Linked DNA regions of Mus musculus: region 2 is linked to region 1. Evidence: chromatin contacts called from public HiChIP or PLAC-seq data. All regions are on one chromosome and are shown on one strand. The core of a region is the stretch at or near the end of the contact, and the rest is flanking DNA. Distances in the headings are between cores, read along the strand shown. Region 1 holds the start of Nr1d2 (nuclear receptor subfamily 1, group D, member 2). Region 2 has its middle 18 kb from the start of Ube2e1.

Region 1 (3,038 bases), core at 145-2,644:
CAGAGACCTTATGAGACCCGGGCAGAGTTCTTACTCAGCTGAGCAGATTAGGGGAAGACCGTGGAGTTTTTCAGTGTTGAGGCAGAGTCATAGGGTCTATTTACTGTTTTAAAAATAACTGCTGGGGAGAAAAGACTGTTGGAGCCGACTCCAGAGTTGTTGCAGCAGCCCAGGCTAGACCGGATCTAGACTCACAGCCATGGCTCCCACCCCAGATGTGTTTGGGGGGAGAACAGCAGAGGTATTGTGAGGGTAGTCTAGCTCAACTTGCTAAGGATGAAATAGAGTATAAAAAGCAGCGATTTCTCGCCTGTTAGAAACGTTTAAATTGCTGATTTCAGGCTGATTAGCTAACAGAAAAGATTGCTATTGGTGGAAAGTGGGGAAATGTTCACATGTAAACTTGTCTATCTTACGACATGCTCCAACATTCTATACCTAAATATTCCTGGGCAAACTGGGATGCATTTTGCAACGGTCATACCCAAAGCCTAAAATTTCATATAAACTGTCCTATCGGTGCCAATATCTGTTAGCTCATTTAAAATATATACCTTAAAGCACATCTTCCTGGATTCACCTCAAGCACGTATCTAATTTGTTTCCATTTTCAGTTTGCTAGAAAATTTACATGCAAGGTGAAATGCACCAGTCTGTAGTATACTTTTGCTGAGTTCTAAAAATGCATGTACACATCCTAAATGAGAGAGAGGTCAAGGGACATTCCTAACCCGCTGATGGATATGGGAATCCAGAGCTGAGATTTTCGCTGGAAATGTGAATGTGAGGATCACCACAACACAGGTTTATTTAGGTGATGAGCCTGGATAAAACACCTAAGGTGATAGGAAAATGAAGGGTTGACTCCGGAAGCTAGATGTTGAGAGCGTTGGGCAGGAGACGCCAGTCAAGCTCAGAGTCCTGGAAAGCTTGGCGGCAGTAACCATGTGGGACCATGGAGGTGACCAGATTGGCTTGTGCTAGGGAGGAGGGAGCAAACAACCTCTAGCAGCGGGAGATCTGCAGGCAAGGGATAAGCGGCTGCGAGACAGGCTGGGAAGGAGGGAGGGGGGTGAGGTGAAGTGGGCGGGGTCGGTGCTGGGAGGAAGGCCGGGCCCGGCATGGCAGAGGGGCGAGGCTTGAACAGGAGCAACGGGAGGGGACGGGGCCGACGGGCCAAGTCCAGGGAGAGACGTATCCAAACAGAGGGGGCGGAGCCGGGAGAAGGGAAAGTCCAGAGCCAGAGTGTAAGGAATGGAGGGAAAAGGAGAGGGCGTGTCTGGGGAGGGGCTGGTGGGTCCACGGATTGGAAGAAGAGGTCAGGACCGCTCGTTGGGGGCGGAGCCTGTATAGAGGAAGTGGGCGGAGCCAAGGGTAGGAGCGGGAGAGTCGAGGAGAGGAGGAGCGGGCGGCCTGAGGAGGAGGAGCGGGCGGAGTCACCGCACCGCCGGCGGCGGCGGAGGAGGGGGGTGTGCGCGGATCACATGGTCGAGGAGCCCTCCAGGTCAGCTGCCGTGCCCGCTGCCGAGCCCTGCCACAGGAAACTGCTGTGCCGCGCTTGTGCCGTGCGGCCCCCAGGAGCCGCCCGCACCCGGTGCTCATGATGTGGGCCCGCGAGCGCCACCGCCTGCAGTCCCGGGCGGCGCGGTGAGGGCCGCACCCTGTCCAGCGCCATGGAGCTGAACGCAGGTAAATGTAGGAGGGAGGCTCGGGGGTCAGGGATGCGTGTCTGTGCGTCCATCTCGCGTGGGGTTGCTGGGATCCCGCACTCGGGCTCCCCGCGCGCCGGACGCCCCCCTCACATGGCCCTGCCGCACTGGCCACGTGCACGGTGTGTTTACGTTCGGCGGCGCGGGCGCTGGTTGGCTGCGCGGGCGAGTGACGCAGCATTACATAATGCGAGCTGGGTGGTGGCGGGCGGAGACACGTGAGGCCGCGGGGCGACCCACATTACCCGGGGCCGGAGGAACACGTGGGGGCGGTGCCGCGGGGGGAGCCCATAGTCTGCGCGAGGCCCCGCCCCCGGGGCCTCCGCCGTGACGTGGCCTCGGTCCCGGGTCTCCCGCTGTTGCCCACTGCGGGGCCCGCTGCGCATGCGCATCCGCCGCAAGTTCGGCGCTGGTCCCGCCGCAGTGCGCGCGGCAGCCTGCGCGTCCCCGGGTGACCCCGGCAGGGCTGACCTTGCTAGACAGGGAGTGCGTAGGTCGTTCTCGCTCAGAGTCTTGCGGGAGTCGCGCAGCACCTTCCGGATGGACAGCGTGTACAGAGCAATTCGCTTCCAGGGGGACTTAGCCTAGAAGTCCTTTTAAGCATGGAGGGGAGGGGAGGGGCTTTTCTGCTCGCAGCTCGCTCTGATCTGAGGACTGGTGATCTAGGATTTCAGAACCTTACGTAAAACTTTTATTTACGTTAAAAACGTTTTAGCTTCGCGCCCAAGAGTTTGAGGCAGATGGCGGCAGAAAGTAGCAAGCATGGGCTACTGTGTGAGATCCTCACTCAAAATGCCCAAAGAACAAAATAACCCCTTTTGTTTTCAGGACTGACTTTGAACCCCCAAAAGACATGGTCATATAATACCTAACCTTCCTCGCTTCGCTTTAGTCGACCGCAGTGATGACCCTTATACCTGAAGCAAATGAAGTTTTCATTTTGAATATTTTGAGTTCTTTGCACTTTTAAAAACCATCGCAGTTCTAACATATGTTTTATGAATTTTTAGACCAGTGGTCAAATTAGTTTCAGGACTATTTTGATTACCTATAGTCCTTCTTAGTCATTGCCGCATATGAAATATTCAGTCACATGGAGGTGAACCTTTTTTTCATTCGAAATTTAGAGGTTGATAGATTGAGCCTGTTCCAACCCTGCCCTTCGCATGGATTCTTCAGCTGGCTTAGGTTTCTCTGATTTGAGTTTTTGGAGGACATGGTTATTAATGTTAGTCTTGATTTTTGGAGCTACAAAATGTGAACATTTTCTTGGGTGGCTGTTGACTGCTTCTTTCCCCTGCCCATTTTCAGTTCTTTCTTGGGCCTTGC
Region 2 (3,038 bases), core at 176-2,675, 110 kb before region 1:
CAAAGGAGGGCCAATTAAAGTGAAGGTTGTGTCATTTCTCTGAGTTAGTCTGCTGGAGGGACTTGAGCTCCTACAAAAATACTAATGAACTAACCTGCACTCAACATGGAGGAAGTACATGGGCCAGAATTCCTCTGAAAAGAATCATAAGCATTTTGTGCTCCTGTCTGCTGCCATGTGTGTGTGTGTTTGTGTGTAGAAAGAAGGCGGGACCTTCCAAATGGTACTGCTGAGACCACCTGCTCAAGAGCCACTCTGATTTTCACCTCTCCCTCTGTTTCTCCAAATTCAATCCGCCAGTTCCATCCCCAGCTCTGCAACAGATCTGCCTGCAGCAGCCTTCTCCCTCCCCACTGCCCTTGCCCTTCTCCCATCTCCTGTGGATCCATAGATATTTTCCTCCTAACATGTCCACACACATACACTCAGAACTTTATCCAGCCCGCAACTGCAGCAAGCATTTCCCTGCAAACCCATAGGCCACTCCTGACAGGGAAGAAAGTAGGCTGACTGCAGATCTTCACCTCTTCTTCTGTTCCTTCAGATCCCCTAGGCCCATCCCCCAAGCCTGTAGCAGAACACCTGCTGTGTTCTCCTTTTTTTTTTTTTTTTTCCTCTCTGACTCCATCCTCAACCAACAGATCTTGTTCTTCCTTTCAGGCCAGCCAGAGATATGCAGTGAAACCCTGTCATTAAAAAAAGCAAACAGCACCTGAAGTTGTCCTCTAGCCTACACACACACACACACACACACACACACACACACACACACACACACAGGGGTTGGGGGGAGGTGAAAGAGGGAGAAGAGAGAGAGAGAAAAAGAGTGGGGGAGGGAGAGAAAAATACAAAAAGAACGAAGTGATTTCTCAGACATGTGGTCTTCTCAGAAGTTGAGACTGGGCTGCTGGCCTTTCTCCCTGGGTTTCAGGCCTTGCTCCCTTGGCTGCTGGAGCAGCCTAGATTCTTGGAAGCCCTTCTGACTGGACTTTGTTTTGTTCCTGTGAGAGCAGTAGAGATTTCTGAATCTTCTCCCACTGCTACCCTTCTTGATAAAGATCCTAAGCCCCTTCATCTAGGCACAACCAGCTTTAGGAAGATGGAAGAGGGAGGAGCCAGAGTTTAAAATCATCCTAAACTACACAGTGGGTTCAAGACCATCCTGGGATACATGCCATCTGAAAAAAGCAAAACAAAACAAAACAACAACAACAACAACAACAAAACCAAATAAATGAGGGCTGGAGAAATGGCTCAGAGGCTAAAAGCACAGAATACTCTTGCAGAGTACCCAGATTCAGTTCCAAGCACCCACGTGGCAGCTCACAATTGTTGTGATCATAAAAAAGAGCAAGATCTATAAGAATATGTTCTGGCGGAGTGTGGGGGAAGGGGGCGCCGTGCAGAGGCCCATGCAGAGGCATCCCATCCCCCTGAGGGACCAGACACACACTAGTATAGTATAGAGTTTATTTAGGGCATGGAGAGGGGGGTTATGAGAGTAGTAGAGGCAGAGAAAGACAGAGAGAAGGAGAGAGACATAGAGGCCAGTCCTGACCACGTGGAGGGAGGGAAGAAGAGAATGGAGAGAGAGGGGAGCAAGAGGGTAAGAGGCAAGAGAGAGGCAAGAGCCTAAGAGGGAGAGAAGGTGCCAAGCAGCTCCTTTTATAGTTGGTCAAGACTACCTGGCTGTTGCCAGGTAACTGTGGGGAGGAGCACACCTGGCTGCTGCCAGGAACTGTAGGAGTGGAGTTTAGACAGAATACCAACAACAATGGTCTTTAACTCCAGTTTCAGGAGATGTGCTAACTTCTCACCTCCAAGGGCATCAGGCATACACATGGTTCCCAGGCATGCAAGTCACACAGCCATACACATAAAAATAATCTTTTAAAAAATGAGTGTGTGTTTGTGTGTGTGATTTATAGGGTTAAAACTGTCAGCAAATCCCTGTGAATTTCTGATTTGAAGCAAGAGTGGAAAGGCAAAAAGAAGCTGCCTTTATGTATCTCAACCTGGACTTGAACTCATGAGCAGATCTCTTCCACCTCCTGAGTGCTGGAACTACAAGTATGTTCTACCTCATGCTCATGTGGCTGGGAAACATCTATTTGTTGAGACAAGATAACCCAGGCTAGCCACAAACTTACTATGTACCCTGAGGATAACCTCTAACTGCTTATCTTCCTGCCTCCACTTTCTACCTTCTAAGTGCTGGCATTCCAGTGAAGGCCACCATACCCAGTTTTTATGGAGTCTTGAGGATGTGACCAGGGCTCTAAGCAAGTAGTCTACCAACATCCCCATCTAACAAAGGCCTTTTAAGGAAGCCACCTGTGTGTTTAGTATGAAGGTTTCAAGGGTTCAGATGCTGTTTGCCAAGTGTGTTTTGACACTGGTGTGGGCAGATGCTCTTCTCAGAGCTTGGACATTGGAGACCAGTGATGATCCTGGTGTTTTAGGTGCCTTAACCACAGCCTTTGAAGGAGCACTGCATGATGAGCCACTTAGCTGTGATTAGCCAACTTCCTTCCTAACTTAAAACCTAAAAAGGAAGACAACACATCTCTAATTACACATAGTGTTCGCATTCTGTCTATACTCCACTCCAGAGTTACCTGGCAATAGCCAGGTAGGCCTGACCCACTATAAAAGGGGCTGCTTGCCCCCCTCCTCCCTCTCTTGCCTCCTTCTCTTGCTTCTGGCCTCTTCCTCCCTTTCTCTCCCCATTCCTTTCCTCCCTCTCTCTACGTGGCCAGCCTCTACTTCTTCTTCTTGTTCTTCTTCTTCTTCTTCTTCTTCTTCTTCTTCTTCTTCTTCTTCTTCTTCTTCTTCTTCTTCTTCTTCTCCTTCTCCTTCTCCTTCTCCTTCTCCTTCTCCTTCTCCTTCTCCTTCTCCTTCTCCTTCTCCTTCTCCTTCTCCTTCTCCTTCTCCTTCTCCTTCTCCTTCTCCTTCTCCTTCTCCTTCTTCTCCTCTCTCCCTCTCTCTCCCTCTCTCTCTCTCTTTCTCTCTCTCTCTCTGCTTTTCTCTGCCTCTAC

The links. HiChIP or PLAC-seq counts read pairs in DNA pulled down with a chosen protein or histone mark.
Region 2: a contact with region 1 is called in an H3K4me3 HiChIP or PLAC-seq map of the SCID.adh cell line, with 11 read pairs. The contact joins the enhancer-like site here to the promoter of Nr1d2 in region 1. A contact is called at or near these places in 1 of 39 promoter capture datasets (pre-B cells), 1 of 484 Hi-C or Micro-C datasets (double positive thymocytes), 2 of 115 datasets of contacts at active chromatin or transcription factors (the SCID.adh cell line and double positive thymocytes) and 2 of 9 other capture datasets (adipose tissue and pancreatic islet).

The regions. Positions count from the first base shown.
Region 1 is chr14:18,237,462-18,240,499 of GRCm38.p6, reverse strand. Nr1d2 (nuclear receptor subfamily 1, group D, member 2) reads left to right here and starts at 1,394. Exons shown (of 8, transcript NM_011584.4): 1 at 1,394-1,689. The coding sequence starts at 1,674.
Region 2 is chr14:18,348,413-18,351,450 of GRCm38.p6, reverse strand. No RefSeq gene overlaps it. Among named protein-coding and RNA genes, the nearest start is that of Ube2e1, 18 kb to the right of the region's middle. Within about 2 kb of position 1,425, at least 13 of the 459 cell types and tissues checked have an H3K27ac peak or open chromatin away from gene starts, as enhancers often do. A contact at or near this core is called in the SCID.adh cell line and double positive thymocytes, where this site is marked.